Linked DNA regions of Mus musculus: region 1 is linked to region 2. A link is a contact called in public promoter capture Hi-C data. All regions are on one chromosome and are shown on one strand. Each heading gives the region's core, a stretch centred on a gene start, on an enhancer-like site or on the middle of the called end of the contact. The rest is flanking DNA. Distances are from core to core; before and after follow the strand shown.

Region 1 (3,423 bases), core at 299-2,798, 320 kb after region 2:
TACTTCAGGGGGCATCAGGAACAAACATGGTACACAGACATACATGCAGAAACCCATATATGTGTGTGTGTGTGTGTGTATATATATATATATATGTATATATATATATATATAATAAAAAATGAAAAAAATTGCGTGTTTGATGTGAAGGCTTGATAGATTCAAGTTAGTTTTGCCTGGAATGTTTCATGGACGATATTGTTCATCAACATTTGCTCCATCAAGAGTGGTGAGATGGCTCAGCAGGGAAAGGTGCTTGCTGTCAATCATGCCCACCTGAGTTCCACCCCTGAGACCCACGTGGTAGAAGGGACTGATTCCAGAAGTTGACCTCTGACCTCTGAGTACTCCCCAATAAATAAACCATAATAAAAATAAACAGTAAAAATACCAGACTTGTCTTCTGGGAGGCCTTCAAGAAACATTCTATGTATGTGCGCGTGAGGGCTGGCCCCAGAGGAGGCCCCAAGAGGGTGATGGGTCGCCTTGAGTTACAGGTGTTGAGTGTGTTCCTAAAGAGGCTACTGGGAACCCAGGTCGGCCTCTCACTCAGGCAGAGCAGCAAACAGTCTTTAACTGCTAATCTATTTCCCCAGTTACCCAGGGAGGCCTTTGTAAAAAATATAAAAAAAATTGCTTAAGTACGACTGATTGTACTAAATAGATTCTAGACACTGACTACAAGTTTCATAATGATTTGTGGTGTCACTCTTCAACTTCCTTTCATTCTAGTCTCTACTTCCCTTTTAAGTTCTGGATATGGGATACTCGTGCTTTAGGTCTGGGGCCTCTTCCCACTTAAGTCTCTCCACCCGTGCTCTCTTTTAATGTCAAATTGCGAGTATTCTTTTAAATTCATCTTCTGGGAGGATGTTTCTTAAATTATCTTGCTTATGCTATGTTCTTCTAAGAGATCTCTTTTTACGTACCTTACTACCGACTGTGTCCTTACCTGGAAGACTGCACGAAGGCAGGGACTTTTTCTACTTTTGCCCTGGGGGGTGGGGGTGGGGGTAAGGCTGCACACACAATGGACCTTCAACCGCACATCACAATACTCCCCAGGGTCTGGTCTCATAGGAGAAAGCATAACAAAGGAGCATTTCACCACCGGGCAGAATATATTGACCTATAAAATTAATTTTTGTAATAAAAAAGGAAAAATACAATCAATTAAAAATATTTTAAAAAGAAAAATAGAGCAGAATCTAAGGAGAATTTAAAATCTTCTTGAGCCGGGTGGTAGTGGCGTATGCCTTTAATCCCAGCATTGGGGAGGCATAGGCAGGAAGATCTCCGCGAGTTCGAGGCCGGCTTGGACTACAAGTCAGTTCCAAGATAGCCAGGGCTACACAGAGAAACCCAGTCTCGAACAAAACAACCAAACCAAACCAAAATAACCAAAAGAATCTTTTTGAAAATTTAATCATCGCAGTAGGCTACCGCCTGATCCCACCACGCAGGCGCCGCACAGGCGAGCCCAGGTGAGCGACGCTTTGGTGGCACCATCACGTGACCGAGCGGCGCGCCCCTCCGACTGCGCCTGCGCGGGGGCTCCCGGAAGTGGCCAGCTCGAAGCGCTGGCGGCCCAGTCCGTCGGCCCGTCGGTCCGCTCCTCCGCTGCCGGTGCCGAGCGCGCCTAGGCCGTGGTCGCTGTCCCTCCGTCTGTGCGGCCCGACGCGGCGGCCGGGCGCTCACCATGGCGTCGTTCATCTGGGTGCAGCTGAAGAAGACCTCGGAGGTGGACCTGGCCAAGCCGCTGGTGAAGTTCATCCAGCAGACGTACCCGAGCGGCGGCGAGGAGCAGGCCCAGTACTGCCGTGCGGCCGAGGAGCTCAGCAAACTGCGGCGCTCGGCGCTCGGTCGCCCGCTGGACAAGCATGAGGGCGCCCTGGAGACGTTGCTGAGGTGGGCCCGGGCGGCGGGGCTCCCTCCCAGCCTCCCTTCCTGTCCCCGCTCCCCTCCCCAGCCTCGCTTCCTCCTCCCTTCATAGCCTTTTCCTCTCCCCCGCGCCTGGCCTCCACTCTGACTCAGGCCAGCAGCGTAGGTGTGGTCAGCATTCTTTCCTGGTGAGAGGACTCATAACCCTGTCCTCCCTTCCGAGTGCCTTCTGTCACCGAGGCTCCTTACCTGGGAGGACGTCTGCCGTGTAATGATCTCTCTGGTTACAGCCGTTTGACCGGTTTTCACTTTTTGGGTGTTACAACTGGAGTCTCCCTTTTACAATCCCTGTTTGTGACTTTATTGGACCACGTCTAGATTTCCTAATAATAGTTACGAAAGGGAAGGGAGAGAATTTGGACACTAAACCAAATGTCGGTGACTTATTATATTGTTCACTTGAAGTAAGTCATCTCATGTTCCAATAATCAAGTGACAGACTGACAGTTGTAAAAGTTAGGAGCTACAGTCGTTTGAAAGAAAACTTGAATGACATAGTAGACCGCTGAGACTGGTTACTTAAAAATCTTTTGACACGGGCGTATGCACGTATGGAATACCCTGGTCCTTTTTGCAATTGGTGACAACCCAGGTACTTGATAATGATAACATTTCCGTGATACCTTATGATCCAATTTCTGGTAATATGATCTTGTTTCATGCAAGGGACGCTGGTGGATTAGGGTGGGAACAGAGCTGTCCAGAGACACCCCTTAGTTTTGGCATCATCTTGCTCCCGTGATGTTTCCTGCATGTGTTGCCAGATGGCCACTAGCAGCCCTTACCGTAGTTAGAATGGCTCCCAGCACTGAGTAGACTTTATCTGTTGACAGAGTGAGGAGCCAGATTTCAAACAGTTCTCTCACGAGAGTTTTAGAGTGGATTTGCTTTAAAGTGCCCGAGTTTTGTAAAACTGTAAGGAACGTCTGCGAGTGCTGGGGTTAGTCACACAGTGCTTGTCTGCGGGTGGTATATGTGGCCTGTGTATCCAGCGGCTGTCTCAAGTGCTTGATGCACATTGTATCATCCGTGCCTCTAAGGCAGTGGTTCTCAAACTGTGGGTCACGGCCCCTTTGGGGTGACGTATCAGACATCCTGCATATCAGATATTTATATTACCATTCGTGATAGTAGCAGAATTACAGGTATGAAGTAACAACAGATTTTATGGTTGGGCGTCACTACACCAGGAGGAGCTGTATTAAAGGGCAAAGCATTAGAAAGGTTGTGAGCCATTTCTGTGAGGGAAGCTTTGCCTTCGCCTTACAAGTCTTCAGACAATGCCTGAGACATTGAATGCAGCCTTGGGCTGCGTGCTTTGCAGCGTTTGAGTTCTGCCCACTGTGATATACTTAAGTCTGCTTAAGCACATTTGTAATTGTTTTAATGTACTTATTTCTAAGAATGTTCTCTCCTACTCTCTGTCTGTCTCTGTGTGTGCATGCCTTGGCTTGCATGCCTTGACATGTATACGGAGGCCAG
Region 2 (3,181 bases), core at 607-3,106:
TTTGCTGAGGTTGGAAAGACCAGGGAGCAAGAACCTTGGGAATGTAAAGCCAGTGGTGTCTGTCAGGCACCGCAGGGGAGATGTCAGGGTGATTTTTATATCTAGTTAGTTAGCTTTGAGCCAGGGTCTCATGGAGCCTACACTGGCTCAGACTTCCTGTGCAGCAAGGAGGATAGATCACCTTGAACCTCGGACCCTCCAGCCTACTGTTCATGAGCATCTGCGATGGCTGTTGATTGTCAGCCTGACTCTATCTGGAATGAAACTCAGTCCAGATATGGAAAGATCACAGCCATGATTCGAATTTTGAGGCAGGAAGACAACATACTTTTGCTTCAGATCTTGAGGCTGGAAGATATGATCTTATTCTGCTGCCTGTGGGTCAAGATGTAGAACTCTCGGCTCCTGCCTGCACGCTGCCCTGCTTCTTGTCACGATGATCATGGACTGAACCTCTAAAACTGTAAGCTAGCCCCAGCTAATGTTTGCCTTTATAAGAGTTGCCTTGGTCATGGTGTCTGTTCACGGCAGTAAAACCCTAAGACACCACCATACAAGGTTTCTGCAGTGTTGTAGATCAAACCCAGGGTTCCTGCATGCGAGCTAGGCAAGCGCCCTACCAGCTGAACCTCATTCCTATACTAAATATTTCTTCTCTATCAGGTTGATGGACTGGATCTGAGGGTATCCAAATTTTATTCAGCCACATTTAAAAAACCCAACAAATTGCCATCTGATTTACTAAATTAGAAACTATGCTTATTAAGCTACATCAGTAAAAGAGCTACAAAGACTACACATATCAATGTGTTTATGTGTTTGACATGGGGTCTCTCTATATTGGTCAGTCTTGATTTGGACTCCTGACTCAAGAGACCCTGCTGCCCTCTGTCTCCCAAGTACTTAGGATTCCACCTTAGCCACTTGGCACCAGTTTAAGGATAATACTTTTTAATCAAAGGAAGTAGCTTATAGAATAAATGCATGTTTCAGAATGTATTTAATTGGAAGCATGCAAGCGAGTAGATTAGAATACCAGCCGTGACCATTTCAGGTGCAGGCATTTACTGTGATCGGATTCATTGATCATTTAAAACGGCCTCAACAATTGAGTGCCATCTTGGGTGATTGGTATTTGTTTTGGTTTTGGTTTTGGTTTTTCAAGACAAGGTCATATATATCCCAGGCTGACCTCGAGCTCGCTGAGGATGACCTATCTGGTCCTCCAGGTTTCACCTCCCTATGCCGAGGTTACAGGTGTACACCACCATGCTAGGTTTATGTGGCACTGGGGATGGAACCCAGGGCTTCATGCACCCGAGGCAATTGGCTGCCAACTAAAAGTCACATTCCCAGCTCCAACAATTTAGGGTTTTGTTGTTGTTTGTTCCTTTAAAAACTATTTATTTTATGTATATGAGTACACTGTCATTCTCTTCAGACACACCAGAAGAGGGTACCAGATCCTGTTACAGATGGTTGTGAGCCACCATGCTGTTGCTAGGAATTGAACTCAGGACCTCTAGAGGAGCTTTCACCACTGAGCCATCTCTCCAGCCCCTTGTTTGTTTGTTTATTTTAATAGAGAGAATCCACAAAGGTATTTTGCTCTGGCCAGTGCATATCTGGGACACCTGTCGGTTGTAAGGGCGTCAAGGTGATGCTGATGCTGTGGTGATGGGAAAGGACTAGGTGTGGAGCCCCAGGGCAGCCAGCTCCCTCCTCAGAGCTGCGTGGGGCAAGGAGAAGTGGGCGGGCCGAAGGGCGTGCCTACGGATCACGTGGCAGTCGCAGGCCAATAGCGGTCTCCGAGCCCACCTTGAGGCCGGGGCGGGGCGTCGGGCTGGCGTCACCAGGACAACGGGCGTCGCCGGCGCCGTGTGACTTCAGGCTGTGGGCGCGCTCGCGGCCATGGTGAGTCTGGGGCCCGCGCCTGCGGGGCAGCGGAGATGCTGGGCGCCTAGGGGAGGACGCAGAGAAGCGCCTAGGGCTGCTGGGCGGGGCAGGGCAGGGCAGGGCCGGGTCGGATGAGGCCGGGCGCGTCAGGGCAGGGCAGAGCAGGGCAGGGCAAGGCTGGTGAGATCGGTCCTGAGAAACCAGGTTCCCAGGTCCTGGATGCCAGGGGGCACCGGGACGCTGTGCTCTCTGTTGCACACCCGGGACCTCCACTCTGTGGACCACCCCGACGCGGTGACGCTGTTCGTCACGAGCGTGCCCGGGAAGCCACCAGAGGGTGTGGTTACATAGATACCCACAGCCACACATTTCAGGCTGCGTACTTCAGGCTGCTTTTATGCAATGATGTCAATACCGAACCATGCATTTGATTCAAGTTCTACGTCCTAACGGGGCTCCCAGCACGACGGGATTTAATGGGTGGCTTCAGAGATACCCTTTCACCCCTTTTATAAAAATAGAAAGCATTGAGCTGAACTTTTTTTTTTTTCCTGAGTGCTGCACTTTCAGTGAGAGATTTAATGAATCTGTCATTAGTACGTTGTAAACGCCTTACAGAAGCCGTTAGCTTTGCTCAATAAACTTGAAAGGCTGTGGGCAGGCCACCTGGCCTCCATTAGCTTCTTGTTTGAAGCCTTAATTGACTTGGCTTGGGTGCTGGCTCTAATGGGCAAGGTTACGCCGTGATTTCTTGAGAGTCCCCCATCTGGAAGAGAAGTGGGCTCCCTGGTTTGTGACGCTTCCTGGGAATAGGATATTTGAGGGTCAGCTAATGGAGAAGTGCCTAATTTTAAGAAATACGTATCTAGAGGTCCGGTGAGATGGTTCAGGGGTTAAAGGAACTTGTTGCCAATCCTGATGACCTGAGTTTTCTACCCCTGACCCATGAGTGTCGGGAGCAGAGAGTCTGTAAATTATCCTCTGACCTCTCTCTGTACAGGGCATGTCCTCCATATAAATAATGCAAGGAAAAAAATATGTATCTGCCATGAGTGATTAGATGGGATTTGCTTGGTGTGTGTGTGTGTAGGCACGGTGTGAGGTTCAGAGGTCAATGATCATCTTTCTCCATCCCTGTCTACCGTATTTTACTGAACCTGGACTCACCGACTTGGCTAGGCTGGGGGGTCCTCACTCTCACCCATGACTTCCGCATCACTGTGGTTACAGGCACCACACACAAGTGGGCTGTGCTGTAGAGCATCTGTGTTCCCCTGTGGAGATG

What was found. Capture Hi-C pulls out chosen DNA fragments and counts their contacts.
Region 1: a contact with region 2 is called in a promoter capture Hi-C map of adipose tissue. The contact joins the promoter of Pdcd6ip here to the promoter of Fbxl2 in region 2. A contact is called at or near these places in 1 of 484 Hi-C or Micro-C datasets (natural killer cells), 5 of 115 datasets of contacts at active chromatin or transcription factors (bone marrow-derived macrophages, effector CD8 T cells, epiblast stem cells and 2 more) and 2 of 9 other capture datasets (adipose tissue and liver).

Annotation. Positions count from the first base shown.
Region 1 is chr9:113,706,384-113,709,806 of GRCm38.p6, reverse strand. Pdcd6ip (programmed cell death 6 interacting protein) reads left to right here and starts at 1,548. Exons shown (of 18, transcript NM_011052.2): 1 at 1,548-1,908. The coding sequence starts at 1,700.
Region 2 is chr9:114,025,426-114,028,606 of GRCm38.p6, reverse strand. It overlaps Fbxl2 (F-box and leucine-rich repeat protein 2), which reads left to right and starts at 1,856. Exons shown (of 15, transcript NM_178624.6): 1 at 1,856-1,914. The coding sequence starts at 1,912.